Regions from separate parts of the Mus musculus genome. Here region 1 is linked to region 2. The links are chromatin contacts, called in public Micro-C maps. All regions are on one chromosome and are shown on one strand. The core of a region is the stretch at or near the end of the contact, and the rest is flanking DNA. Distances in the headings are between cores, read along the strand shown.

Region 1 (6,237 bases), core at 1,775-4,274, 35 kb after region 2:
ATCTGGAGCGTGGGACCCAGGTGACTTAATGAGATACTGATAAACCGTGCTTGAAGGCGGCTGTGCCAGGTCGCAGCCTCCCAGTGCTGGATGACTTTCTGCTGCCCTAGTTCTGTTAACACTTGACACTGTCACGCCTTCCACTGCCCTACTTTGTGGCTTTAATTCCCACTGCTCCACGTCATGAATCTTTGATTCCTGCCAGACTATAATATGCACTGGTCCCCTAAGGTATGCTGTATATGATTTCTCCCCTCCCTCAAGAATTTACTGAGTGGCTATCCCTGTCAGGAACACTGCTAAATGCCAGGGAGTCAAACATGAAAGGGCAGGGTTTCTGCTCTAAAGGAGTTCATGGTTTACGGGGAGGTAGCCTTGCTAACAGTTGTTGCACATCGTAGCGGTTACAATGAAACTGTGCAAGTCACAATGAAACTGCGCAAGTCACGTCATACCAGAAGTCAGAAGGGAAGGATCCATCCACCTCAAGGGGAGAGGAGGGAAGACTCAAGGAAGACCTTTCAGAGGAGGGGCTTAGACCCTGCTTCTGTGCTCACCGCTTTCTTGTCTTTTTTTTTTTTTAAGATTTATTTATTATTTTGTGTTAGGTGTATGTGTGCATCCCTGAGTGTATGCCTGTGTACCACATGTGTGCAAAGTGCTGGCGGAGGCTGGAAGAGTGAATTGGAGTTACAGTTGGTTGTGTGCTGCTTGATGTGGGTGCTGGGAGCGACACCCAAGTCCTCTGAAAGATCAGCCCCTGCTCTGAACTGCTGAGCCCTCTCCAGCCCCATCCCTGAGGTTTTCTGTGTCTGTTATGGCCTCCTGTTCACACTCAGTTCGAAGGTCAGCTACCCACATAACACGCACGCATTACTCCAGGAATGCTCGGCATGCCGCGTGCTTCTTCCAGCCTGGATTACACCGGGTCCTCACCTTGGTCCATCTGACCTCCTCTGCTGGACTCTGAGATAGCTTGTGGAGAGCATTGCCTTTTTGCCTTTATAGACTTCCTAGAATACTGCTGGCATGGAGTAAATATTTGCCGAGTGAAAGATTAAAACCAAGCAGGTCTGGAGAGATGGCTCAGCAGTTAAGAGCATGTACAGCTTCAACAGAGGACTCAGGCTCAGTTCGCAGCACCCATGTCAAGTGGCTCACAACTGCCCGGACCGGGCTCCAGAGTGTGATCACACATCTCTGAGGGCACATTTGCTCCTGAGCATCTTCCCCAACCCCCACACACAATCCATACAGGTACACATAATTTAAAATAAATCTTAAAAAAAAAAAAAACAGAGATGGCTGCATTTTTGTCTCTCTGACTGCATTTTTGCCTCTCAGGCTCCCACAGTCTTCAAATATATTCAGGCTTTGCTAATTTGGGAAGGACTGCTGTTCACCGTTGCCAGTGTGATAAAAACACAGAACCAAACAGCCTTTTGCCAAGTCCTCTTCCCTAACTCCTTGATCCAATAATCATTTCATGCAGTATTTAAGATATGACCTACCCATGGAACTTGGCCTTGTATTCTGCTTTTTGCTTCAGACATGCCAATTTCTCGTTTCCAAAACTCTATCCATGTTATTCCGTGTTCACCTAGCCATTCCCTGCAGGTCTGCTTTAGCGATGGGGTAATGGGGTAGGAGGCAATTTGGGCCATGGAAGCTGCTGACTTATTCCCGTAGATTCTCCAGTGCAGAGTGAGCCTTCTTCTCTTGAACAGCGAGTTGAGCTTTGTAACATATACAGTAAGATTGGAAAACTGCATTGAGGCTGAAGTTTTTTAAAGTGAAGCTATCTTATAGCTGGGTGGTGGTGGTACACTCCTTTATCTCAGCGCTTGGGAGACAGAGGGGAGGCAGAGGCAGGCAGATCTCTGAGTTCAAGGCCAGCTTGGTCTATAGAGCAAGTTCCAGAACAACCAGGGCTACACAGAGAAAACCATGTTTTCGAAAAAGAAACAACTGAACAAACAAAAAAGTTAAGCTTACAGAAGTGGCTCAGCTGTTCTTTGATTTGGGGGATGCTGTTGAGAGTGTCTGTAGAGATCTTCATTATACCCAGGGGTGGCTGCTGAGCTGCTATCCTGCGGCACATCATCAAAGTTCAGCTCCTAGCCCATTCGAGAGCAGGGCCATGGCTTCTGCCCCAGGGTTTTATGGGATGCACTCTTAACTCCAGGTCTGCACAGAGCAGGCTTGTGTTCCCATAGCAGGTATACACACCACCTGTCCTCATCTGTAAGGACAAGATCCGAAAGCTATGGCAACCGCCATGGAAACCTCTCTGGATTGGCTTGTCCATGTCCCGTATAATGCCCCCATCCCTCCCACGTTCAAGGCTAGCATGGGACAGACACAAAGGCGTGCCAGAGTCTGTCGTCCCCTGGATCAACGCAGGTGTGCAGGCTGGGCTTGGAATCAATATCTGTTGCCAGGTGGGTACACAGAGCCCCTCAGGGTGATGCTCCTTCCCTGAGGAGGAGCCAGGCCAGCATTTGCATCCCTGCAAGGATGCTCTGACCTCCTCCCTGGGGAAGTTTCACTTGCATCCAGCATAGGGCCACCCTGTGGAGCAGGAAGCAGAGATTCTCATGGATCCCTGTGCTTAGCTGTTACAGTGTTTCTCTCTCCAGAGTTCACAGGGCGGCTCCTTTACAACTGTGCACTTAGTTTCCAGGAGAGCCAGAGGGACCCTGCAGGAGCTGCCTTTTCTCTCTCAGGATGAGGAGCAGAGTTGAAGGTGAGGCAGACACTTCCCTCAGCCCCTGACTGAGAGGGAGAAAGTGAAGCTGCTCAGGACACTGGAATGCCAAGGGTGAGGGCCCCTGCAGCTGGTGCAGGCTCTGAGACTCCCTGGGGACAGGGTGGGGGTGGGGTAGGGGTGGGGCAGAACTGCAGCTGGAGCTGCTGAGGGAGCCTCGCCCCAGCCCTTGCTCAGTTCCTGTGAGACCTGGGCTTCTGTCAGAGCTCTTTGTTCTCACTTCTCTCTGTTCTCCTGCTGGCCCTGTCACCCCTGGCCCTGTCACCCTCCCTTGCTCTGTGTAACCACTGAGGTGTCCCTTCAAGATCTTAGCCTCAGGTGTCTAGAGTGTCTCTTTCTCACCAGTCTGGTATCATGAGTCACTTAGTATTGGTTAATCCTCTTTCTATGTCTGTGAAAGTCTTGCTTTCCAATCTCTTGCATGCAGCCAAAGAAAACAGCTTTTTTTTTTTTTTTTTTTTTTTTTGGAAAACCCTGTGTTTGTAACCCCCGTGTGACCACAAGTGACATATGTTCAAGTTAAGACCAAGTGTCCAATGAGATCTTGGCCAGACTGGGCTGTGACAGAATTTCAACAGGGACCGGTAACAGTGAAGTCCTTCCCATGTTCATCTGAACACCCATACTCCCAAACTCTCATAGTACTTTCAGAACTTAAAGGACTCTTCTGGTGACGACTGTTCCTCAGTCACCTTGGTCATGACAATCGTCTTTAAAATTGAGTCAGTCTTGGCCACAGCCAAAAGTTCCTGGGCTGCTTCCTTGTCATTGCAGTGCCCAGGAGTTCTATGAGGACAGAGATGGGTCCGTGGTGGGTGCCCTGTGTGACCTAGCCTTCTCTCTGCATAGTGAGAAGCTTCCTTGCTGTTTCTCATGACTAAAACATGTTCGCATGACAGTGTGTACTTTGCCTTCTTCATTCAGCCCATGCCGAGAGTCAAGGCTGCAAGATCAAAGATCAGAGGGTTGTCCACTCAGCCTGGTTACCAATGACAAAGAAAGCGCTCAGAGAAACCTCTGGACTTGTGAAAGGACACAGACCCCCTTAGAAACAAGGTGACCTGACCGCAGAGGCCCCAGCTCCGGGTATATCAATCTGCTTCCTTCGTATAAATCATGCCTTCTTTATTTACCCAGGATGGAAGAAATGTCCATTTACCAGTTTTGTTTCATTTTGGTTTGGTTTTCCTGTACCTTCCTGGCTTAGAGGGAAGGAGGAAGACAAAACAAGATAGAGGAAATGGAGGGACAGACAGACTCAGGGTGGCTTCATATTCACCTTTCAAAAAAATACCAACTTTGGCCAACTAGGCAGAGCCAAGGTTTGGTAAGTTGAATTCAACACCTTGGTTTCTGTAGCTCGAGGTGAGCCAAGGGGACGATCACGCACAAGAACCATGAGGCCCAATCCGCACAGAGTTGAGGTGGTGACATGCCCATTCCGAAGTATGGAAGGGACTGGTGGCCCTCGAATCAGGTCAGGCCATCTCCAGTCACGACGTCTGGCTCAGAAGTAGAAGCTTGGCAGAAGCTAGCTGTTCCCAGAGCTGAATCAACCCCGTGCCAATTTGGCTTATGAAATGTTTACCAGCAGCGAGGGAGAGCGTGGCAAAAGGCACAGCGAGGCCCAAAGGGCTTTTAAAACTCCACTTGCTTAATTTCTGTTTTTATAATAATAAGCTTCCGGGAGTGAGTTTCAACAAGCCCGGCCCTCTCAATTGTAGGACCCTGGCCAGAAAGCAAAAGAAGGGTCCCGTGCAGACATGTGTAAAGGAAATCTATTTAAATAAACTATCTGATGAAACGGCATAAAGACATACCCTTACGTTTACCTTCAAATGCCCACCCATCCCAGTCGTGTCTGGATTTAGAATCGTCAGTGATACAGGTTGTTGAAGTGCATATCTGTAACACCAGCCTTTGGAGGAAAAGACAGAAGGATCTGGAGTTTCAAGTCAGCCCAGGCTAGAGTGAGATCCATTCTTCAAACCAGCCAGACAACAAACAAAAAACCCTGAAACTGTTGAGAGTTCCACAGTGTCTGTCTGTAAGACACCTCAGTGGAAATGTCCCTAACCTCGGGCTCCTTCCAGGACTGTGGACATAGCTCCCTTTTCACCAAATGGTCATCTTTCTCGCTGTACTTGGGGTCCAACACAACAGGCTGTGCCTCTGTGAGGGTGTCCCGCTAACCCACTGCAGCCCCGGGACCCGAGGCCAGGCATTCCCACTCTATCACTACTTTCTAGGCACCCCAGCCCTGCACCACAATGGAGACATCTACCTTGCTTACCCAAGAGCATTGGAATTGAATCTGTGAAAGGAAGGCAGCAGTAGTAACTGCATGGTGTGGTTTGAAGATTGCCGTTAGCTCCCGAACAGCTGCTGCAGGATAAAACTTCCCCAAGGACACGGTGTCTCCTCACTCTCTCCTCCCAAAAACACTGAGTCCCGAGACTTGCCACTTATTTGGGAGAAATAAACAGAATCCCGTGCTTGGTTGTTGCTTCCAGCAAGCCTTTGCTAGCATGCACATCGAGTGCCTAAAGGGAGAGCTTTTAAGCGTTGTTCATCTGTGATTTATGTAACAAGGTCAAGGAATACGTACGTAGTGAAAACCTGTCTTGGGTCATGTAACGAGAAAGACAGCAGTGAGCAAGACAGGCATGGTCTCTGCTCAAAGAGCTTGTGGTACAAGGAGAGGGAAGGTCCCCAAGCAGAAGTCACATGGAGCTCAGACAAGGTCTGGCATGGGAAGACAGCCTGCTAAAACCTTCCAGGGACTCAAAGAAAACAAGTGGAAGCCACTGAGAAGCCTGGTGTGGAAGAGCATGCCTATAATCCCAACACTCAAGAGGCTAAGACAGGAAGATCAGAAATTCTAAACCAGCCTGGGCTACACGGGCCACTTGTGGGCTAACTTGGACTACATGGCAAGATGTTATTTTTTTAAATTATCTTTTTATGCTTTTGAGATTATAATTACATCATTGTCCCTGCCATTTCTTCCCTCCAAGCTACCCCACATACCCTTCCTTGCTCTCTTTCTAGTTCATGACTCCTTGTCTCAGTCCATATAACACTACTTGTATGCGAATGTTTTCAGTACTGATCGTTTGCTATTAGATAACCAGTTAGTGTAGTCTTCCCTGGGGAAGGCTGTTTCTCCAATTCTCAGCATGTCTTAGTTTCCTGCGGTTCTTTGTGTAGGCTTGGGGCTTTGGGAGCTCTCCCCGAGGCACGTTAGTCAGCATGTCTGACCCCTAGACACATTAGTCAGCATGTCTGACCATGCTGTCCTCCCAAGCTCAGGGTTAGGCAGTCACATTGGAAGACTTAGTGGGAGGGTGGCTTCTGACACTCCTACCTGATCTCACACCAGCCCCCATGAGACTCTGGCTTTTACCATCTTCCTGGCCCCTCTTCCACAGTGACCCTGAGCCTTAGGAACTAGAGTTGCAGATGTATTG
Region 2 (6,361 bases), core at 2,138-4,637:
ACCCAGAGGGCTACCAGACACCTCGAGTGACCAATCCCTGGGGGTTAGGATCTGTTGGCAGAGCCAGACAACAGCTTTCAGCTACCCAGAGGGAAGGGGATGGGGGGGAGAATTGGTGCCAGTTTAGGACCCCTTTGGAGGAGAGCCATAGTGGGAACAGAGGTAGGTCCTAGGGACCTGCTGCCACCTGGTGGCCATACCGGGAAAAGCATCATTAAGGTCTTCTGTGTGAATTAAGCAGATGTTTTTCCTTTTTATCACAGTCCTGATACTGAAGATTAATTCCATGGCGAGTAATCTCTCTGAACCCCAGTTTCTTCTGACCACGAACACTGACCCCATGATATTCTATGAATTCGAGAGGTGGGCCTGAGAGACAGCTCGGCATGTAAGGTGTTTGCTGCACAAATATGAGGCCCTGGGTTTGGAGCCTCAGTGGAGTTGGGGATAGGGTGTGTGTGTGTGGGGGGGGAGAGTTGTGAGGCTCCTGGGGCACACCAGTTGTTCTAGTTCGCTTTCTATTGCCGTGATAAAGGCCATGGCCAGAAGCAACGTGGAGAGAAGAGGGCTTATTTGGCTTACACTGGTCACAGTTGATCATTGACGGAAGGAGCGAAAGCAAAGGCTGTGGGGGAAGCTTGGCTACTGGCTTGTTCCCCGTGGTGCACTCAGCCCTGATTATCACACAACGCAGGACCACTCGCTCAGAGGTGGCGCCATATCCAGTGGACTGGGCTTTCTCACACCAATCATTAAGCAAGAAGACAGCCCACAGACCTGCCCAGAAGCAATCCGATGGAGGTAATTTCCCAACCGATGATCCTCTTCCCAGGTGACTCTTGCTTGTGTTGGGTTGACAAATACAGACAAAACAACCAAGACACTGGCCAACCAGTTTAGCTGAAAGGTGAGCACCAAGTTCAGGGACAGGCTCTGTCTCAAGGAGAAAGTGTAGCCGTAGTGACAGCCTGTGCCAACTTCTGACTTTCACGGCCATCCCGTCCACACATACACACTCTTGTGTACAACACACACACACACACTCACTTGTATCCAACACACACTCATTTGTATCTAGCACACACCCACCCACTTGTATCCAACACACAAATACAGATACTTGTATATAACACATACATGGACACACATTTGAATAACACACACACACACAGATTATATGAGAGTTAACTGAGATAATATATTATCACATGCTTGGCCTCTGGGTGCTAAGTGCATGACAGGCATGCTTGCTTTGTTTGTTGTCTCTTTTCTTTTCTTTTCTTTTCTTTTCTTTTCTTTTCTTTTCTTTTCTTTTCTTTTCTTTTCTCTCTCTCTCTCTCTCTCTCTCTCTCTCTCTCTCTCTCTCTCTTCCTTTCTTTCTTCCCACTTACAAAGCTCACCTCAGTGCCATTTCCCTCCAGCTCCATTCCCATTCCTGTGAATCTCTGGGAGCTGCTGTCCCTCTCACTCTGGCTCTTGTCACACTCAGCACACATCCTACCACAGTCCTCCCCCTCCAGCTGGAACCTGCAGAGAGGAAGCCATGAGGAAGCCATTCATAGGATGTCCCCACTGTCTGGAGGACGCCACAATGGCCTGCCGAGCTGCAGAGGAATCTCTGAGTCTAGGATCGAACAACCCTCAAGTCTCAGAAAGACAGACTGCTGTCCTGCCTTAGGCAATTGTTTTCCAACTATAACAAACATCAAATGTTGCAGAAAAAAAATAGGCAGAGCTGAAAAGCACCCGGAGTTGCCTAGAAATGACCACTGCTATTTTCAAATTTATTTTATCCTGGTTAGACTCCGCTACACGGTAGGTATATGTGACAATACAGTACGTGGTAAATACTTTATTATGACCTTGGATATCATTCCAAAACACAAGTAAGTCTTCCAGGATCACTCCTTTTGAAACTACGTCGTAATTTATTTAAGCTTTTTTTTTTTTTCATTGTTAAAATTTATCATTGTAAGAGAAGCTGTTGTCAACAATGCTGACTGAGTCCTAGATCTGGGATTGGAAGGTGGAAGAGACGAAGGGATAAAGAGCCACCATTTCTCAATTCTCAAACAGAAACCGAATCTCTGGGTGTTTTTGCCTGCTTGTCTCATCCTTTCATGAACGTCTGTCCCTTTTCCAGGTTCTAAGGAGATAACCCAGTTTCGTAATGGAAATGAGGCTGGTTGCAGACCTGGAGGGAAGGATCTGATGCAGGTATCTGGGCTCAGCTCGGCTCATGTTCCTGTGACCACGAGGGCTCCTGGCTGCCTCAAGCCAACCTGAGGATCCCTAGAACTTGGTCTGCTCTCCTCTGCTTGTGGGCACAAATTATTTCTGAATCTCGGGGGAGCTCGGTTTTCCACAACCCTCTCCACAGGGCAGAAAAGGGGTGCATGACCCGATGGTGCATACCTATAATCCTAAAACTTGGGAAATTGAGGCGGGAGGATTGCTGTGAGCTTGAGGCTGACACGAACTATATATGAGCTTTTGCTTAGCTGGTCAAGAGGCAGCCTGAGTCTGGGGGTCCTCACTCCACACATACTGTCTGCCCCCATCTGTTTTATGGCATAATAGCGTAAATAAATTATAATTTAGATAAATAGACATTCATCTAGGGTGAGACATCTGCAGAAAAAAGAATCGTTCTTAAATTGTGATTCAGGTTGAAGCAAATTCATAAACACATCCAGACCAACACATCCACAGAGCTCAACTACAAGACCAGTCTACATCCGCCAGTCTCCTCTCGCTTTTCTTTGAATAACCTCTTCAAACATGGATCAAGGTAGGGCTTTTTTTTTTGGTTTTGTTTTTGTTTTGTTTTTCTGCCGAGACAAAGTTACTCTGTGTAGCCCTGGCTGTCCTGGAACTCACTCTGTAGACCAGGCTGGCCTCAAACTCAGAGATCCACTTGCCTTTGCCTCCCAAGTGCTGGGACCAAAGGCCACTACCTGGCTTCAAGGCAGGCTTTATCCTCTTCATATTTCATCTGCTGTTCGTTAGGCAAGAGTTGATGCCGGGTTCCAAGGTCTCTTCATTTGAACTATTCAATCATTAATGGGGTTCTCCAGAGGCCTTCTTCTGGCTTCCTCTATGTCTTCAGTCTCATGTATTGTATAACCTCACCTTAACCCCAGTTCATTGAACCCTGCAGCATAGTCCATTTTTGAACACCACCCAGCCTGGCTTGGCAACAGCCTGCCGTTTTGACCTCTGTTTACCCGTCTAACAGGAAAAGTCGAGTGGGCCCTGAAGCTTGAGAGCTTAGAGAAATATTGGGAAAAACTCTCATGAGATGCCTCTTGACTAGAACATTTGTGGCTTCTTGAGTAAGTTTAAACAGCAGAGGAATGAGTGAGCTGACTGAGATTTCTCAACCTGTGCGGTATAGCCTGCCCCATAGGGCGGTATAGTGTGATCCACACAGGAGGAAAAGGGCTCAGTACTGAGCAGGAAAAGGGGCTGGATGGGTTCCAGGAGAGTGACGATGTGGCCTGGAGCTCTGTCATATGAGGAGACTTGTCACACGAGGAGGATGTCCTCAGGTCCACTCAGACCCCTGCCTCCACCGGAATTCAGGATTGCCCAAGGGAATGGGAAACCATCTCATGTTCCCCTCTGCTTCTTGGGGACCACACTGTTGACACCCGTTCCTGACCCTTGTCAGGAGTCCCTGTGCAATTGTATAAAAGTCTCTTGGCTCCCTCCTCGCTCAGCTGATCCAATGCAAGATGCTCCCCCTTGGCCCAGCTTCTCACTCTTTTCTCCAAGGAAAGCTGGCACCGCAGTGGATCTCACTGTCTGGAACAGCGGAGAGATGGACACTTGTCCTTCTAGGGAGGATAAGACAGTCCTTAGATGCAGACTGAAGGGAGTCACCCCTTTCCAGTGCCTAGGCCTTGGGCAGGAAATTCATGTGACAGGTTCAGGAATACGACAGCCACTTTTTCTTCACTGTCCTAGACCGAGCCTTGCAGAGAGGACACAGAGAGAGGAGGAGAGGGAGAGGATTAATGTCATTGATGTCCAACCATTGATGCTCTGTATCTGAGAGGATCTCAGCCTCCCCACATAGATGGGTAGAAGCTGCTCTCAGGTGCTGGTCCCTTGGCTGTCTTTTGTCGGTGCCAGTTTGAGCTTGTGTTCCTATTTCTAACTTAAGAGTAGGAGCCGTCTTCCCCATGAGTATTGTAGGAAGTCCTAAGGGGGGCAGGAACTGCAGAAACCAGGGAACAGAGCCTGGGACAATCCTGCCTAGAGTGGCCCCCATTCCCTGTGACCATGAGGCTCTGCACTGTCTCCAGTGTGGCTCTCCCTGAGCCTCAACCCAAGAAGCCTGAAGACAGATACCAGGAGAAGACACAGAGAACCCTGGTGTCCAGTTGCTGTCTCCATTTCTGTCTTTGCACCATAGGTTTAGGGCTGGGAGAGGGCTCTCCTGGGGTGTGAGAATCTGAAGGGAGCTTGAATGGCTTTGTGGAAGGCAGGTGATCAGAGGAAGATGTGAAATTTTGGTGTCTCTCATCTACCTGCATCAGTGTTGCCTGCCGCAGGACACAGAGGCCAGGCTTCTGGTCTGCTAGAAAGGTCACTTGGCACAGTCATTATCTGGGGACTCATGGGTTGAAGGGGAGCGTGGTTGATGCATGGAATACTGAGGTAAGGAGTCTCTCGACCACCCTACCTGAAACAGATGCTTGCCCCATTCACAGCCTCACTCCGACCCAGTATCCTCACTCCGTCTCCCATAGGGACTTGGTAGGAGGGCAAGCAGGAGTGTAGATGCTGTAGTCAGGTCCTGGGGGTTACTGGATGGGCAAGGAAGGACTGGTGAAGATGGGGTCAGGACAGGGAGGGCTGGATAAAAAGATGTGCTGTATGGGCTGGAGAGATGGCTCAGCGGTTAAGAGCACTGACTGCTCTTCCAAAGGTTCTGAGTTCAAATCCCAGCAACCACATGGTGGCTCACAACCATTCGTAATGAGATCTGACGCCCTCTTCTGGAGTGTCTGAAGACAGCTACAGTGTACTTACATATAATAAATAAGATAAATCTTTAAAAAAAAAAAGATTAAAAAAAAGATGTGCTGTTGGGGACTCTGGGCTTCTTTGCCTGTAGGACTGTGTGGGATAACACTGACTGAGAGCACAGCCGAGAACAGAGATCTCTATGTCAAGACCACCTGAGGGAGCTTGTGGTGTGCATCGTGTTCCTTGTGGACGTCTGTCTGTGTGAGTAGCCGCTGCCTGTGAGCATCTGCCTGTGAGAGGCACGAGTGTGTGAAACGTCTGTACCTCCCAGGCAGTATTCATCTGTGTGAGGCAAGGGGGATCCTGGGAATTTCGTGTATATAACAACATGCAACATCCGAGGCTTCTCGGTTTAAGAGAATTCACTGAGGAAGAATCATCACCAAGTTCAGTGGAAGCAGCCGAGTTGGTAGAAAGGTGGTTAACAGAAGGAGTTTCTCTCAAATTCCCAGGTGACCTAGTTTTCCCATAATTCAGTTAATGACACTGCCACCACTTTGTGCTGGCAGATGTACCTTTTGTAAAGTGTGATGGGCCCCCCTCTCCTCTCTGGTGAGTTTTGCAATTTTCTTTAGGGGACAGGAAGGAGATGATTCAGGGCTTAGAGAGGTCCTGAGAAGAGGGTTTGGGGTCCAATTGGTATGGTGATGTCCTGAGGGAAAGCCCATTGCACACAGGCTTTCTGCGAGGCATTAACTGGGAGCTTTAGTGTCCAACTTCAGAGAAGGTAGTGGAAAGATCACAGTGCAAAGGTGGAGTCAAAGCTTGTGCAAGATGAGAGAGTGGGAGCACTCGGAGGCTACCTGGCCTGTAGGTGAGGGAACCGATGCTGTATTCAGTTAATGCCTTCTTTAACGGTTGCACAGCGAGTGGTGTTTGCCTGGTACAGCACACAGTTCTACCTTCTATGCGTGTCGACTGTCTTAGTCAGGGTTTCTATTCCTGCACAAACATCATGACCAAGAAGCAAGTTGGGGAGGAAATTTGCCTTACACTTCCACATTGCTGTTCATCACCAAAGGAAGTCAGGACTGGAACTCAAGCAGGTCAGGAAGCAGGAGCTGATGCAGAGCCATGGAGGGGTGTTCCTTACTGCTTTGCTTCCCCTGGCTTGCTCAGCTTGCTTTCTTGTAGAACCCAGGACTACCAGCCCAGGGATGGCACCACCCACAATGGGCCCTCCCTGCTTGATCACTAATTGAGAAAATGCCTTACAGCTGGATCTCATGGAGGCATTTCCTCAAGGGAGGCTCCTTTCTCTGTGATAACTCCAGCTTGTGTTAAGTTGACACACAAAACCAGCCAGTACAGCCACCAAAGTGGT

Evidence for each region. Hi-C and Micro-C count contacts between places; a contact is called where the count stands out from the background.
Region 1: a Micro-C map of brown adipocytes shows a contact between it and region 2, with 5 times the contacts expected there. The contact joins two enhancer-like sites. A contact is called at or near these places in 21 of 484 Hi-C or Micro-C datasets (the AML12 cell line, B cells, the C10 cell line and 15 more) and 3 of 115 datasets of contacts at active chromatin or transcription factors (embryonic stem cells, large pre-B cells and trophoblast stem cells).

The regions. Positions count from the first base shown.
Region 1 is chr19:44,454,622-44,460,858 of GRCm38.p6, forward strand. It overlaps Gm35406 (a long non-coding RNA gene), which reads left to right. Exons shown (of 3, transcript XR_386738.2): 2 at 2,640-2,746; 3 at 3,692-3,862. Among named protein-coding and RNA genes, the nearest start is that of Gm35406, 4.1 kb to the left of the region's middle. Within about 2 kb of position 3,025, at least 59 of the 459 cell types and tissues checked have an H3K27ac peak or open chromatin away from gene starts, as enhancers often do. A contact at or near this core is called in brown adipocytes, where this site is marked.
Region 2 is chr19:44,419,019-44,425,379 of GRCm38.p6, forward strand. No RefSeq gene overlaps it. Among named protein-coding and RNA genes, the nearest start is that of Scd1, 14 kb to the left of the region's middle. Within about 2 kb of position 3,388, at least 17 of the 459 cell types and tissues checked have an H3K27ac peak or open chromatin away from gene starts, as enhancers often do. A contact at or near this core is called in brown adipocytes, where this site is marked.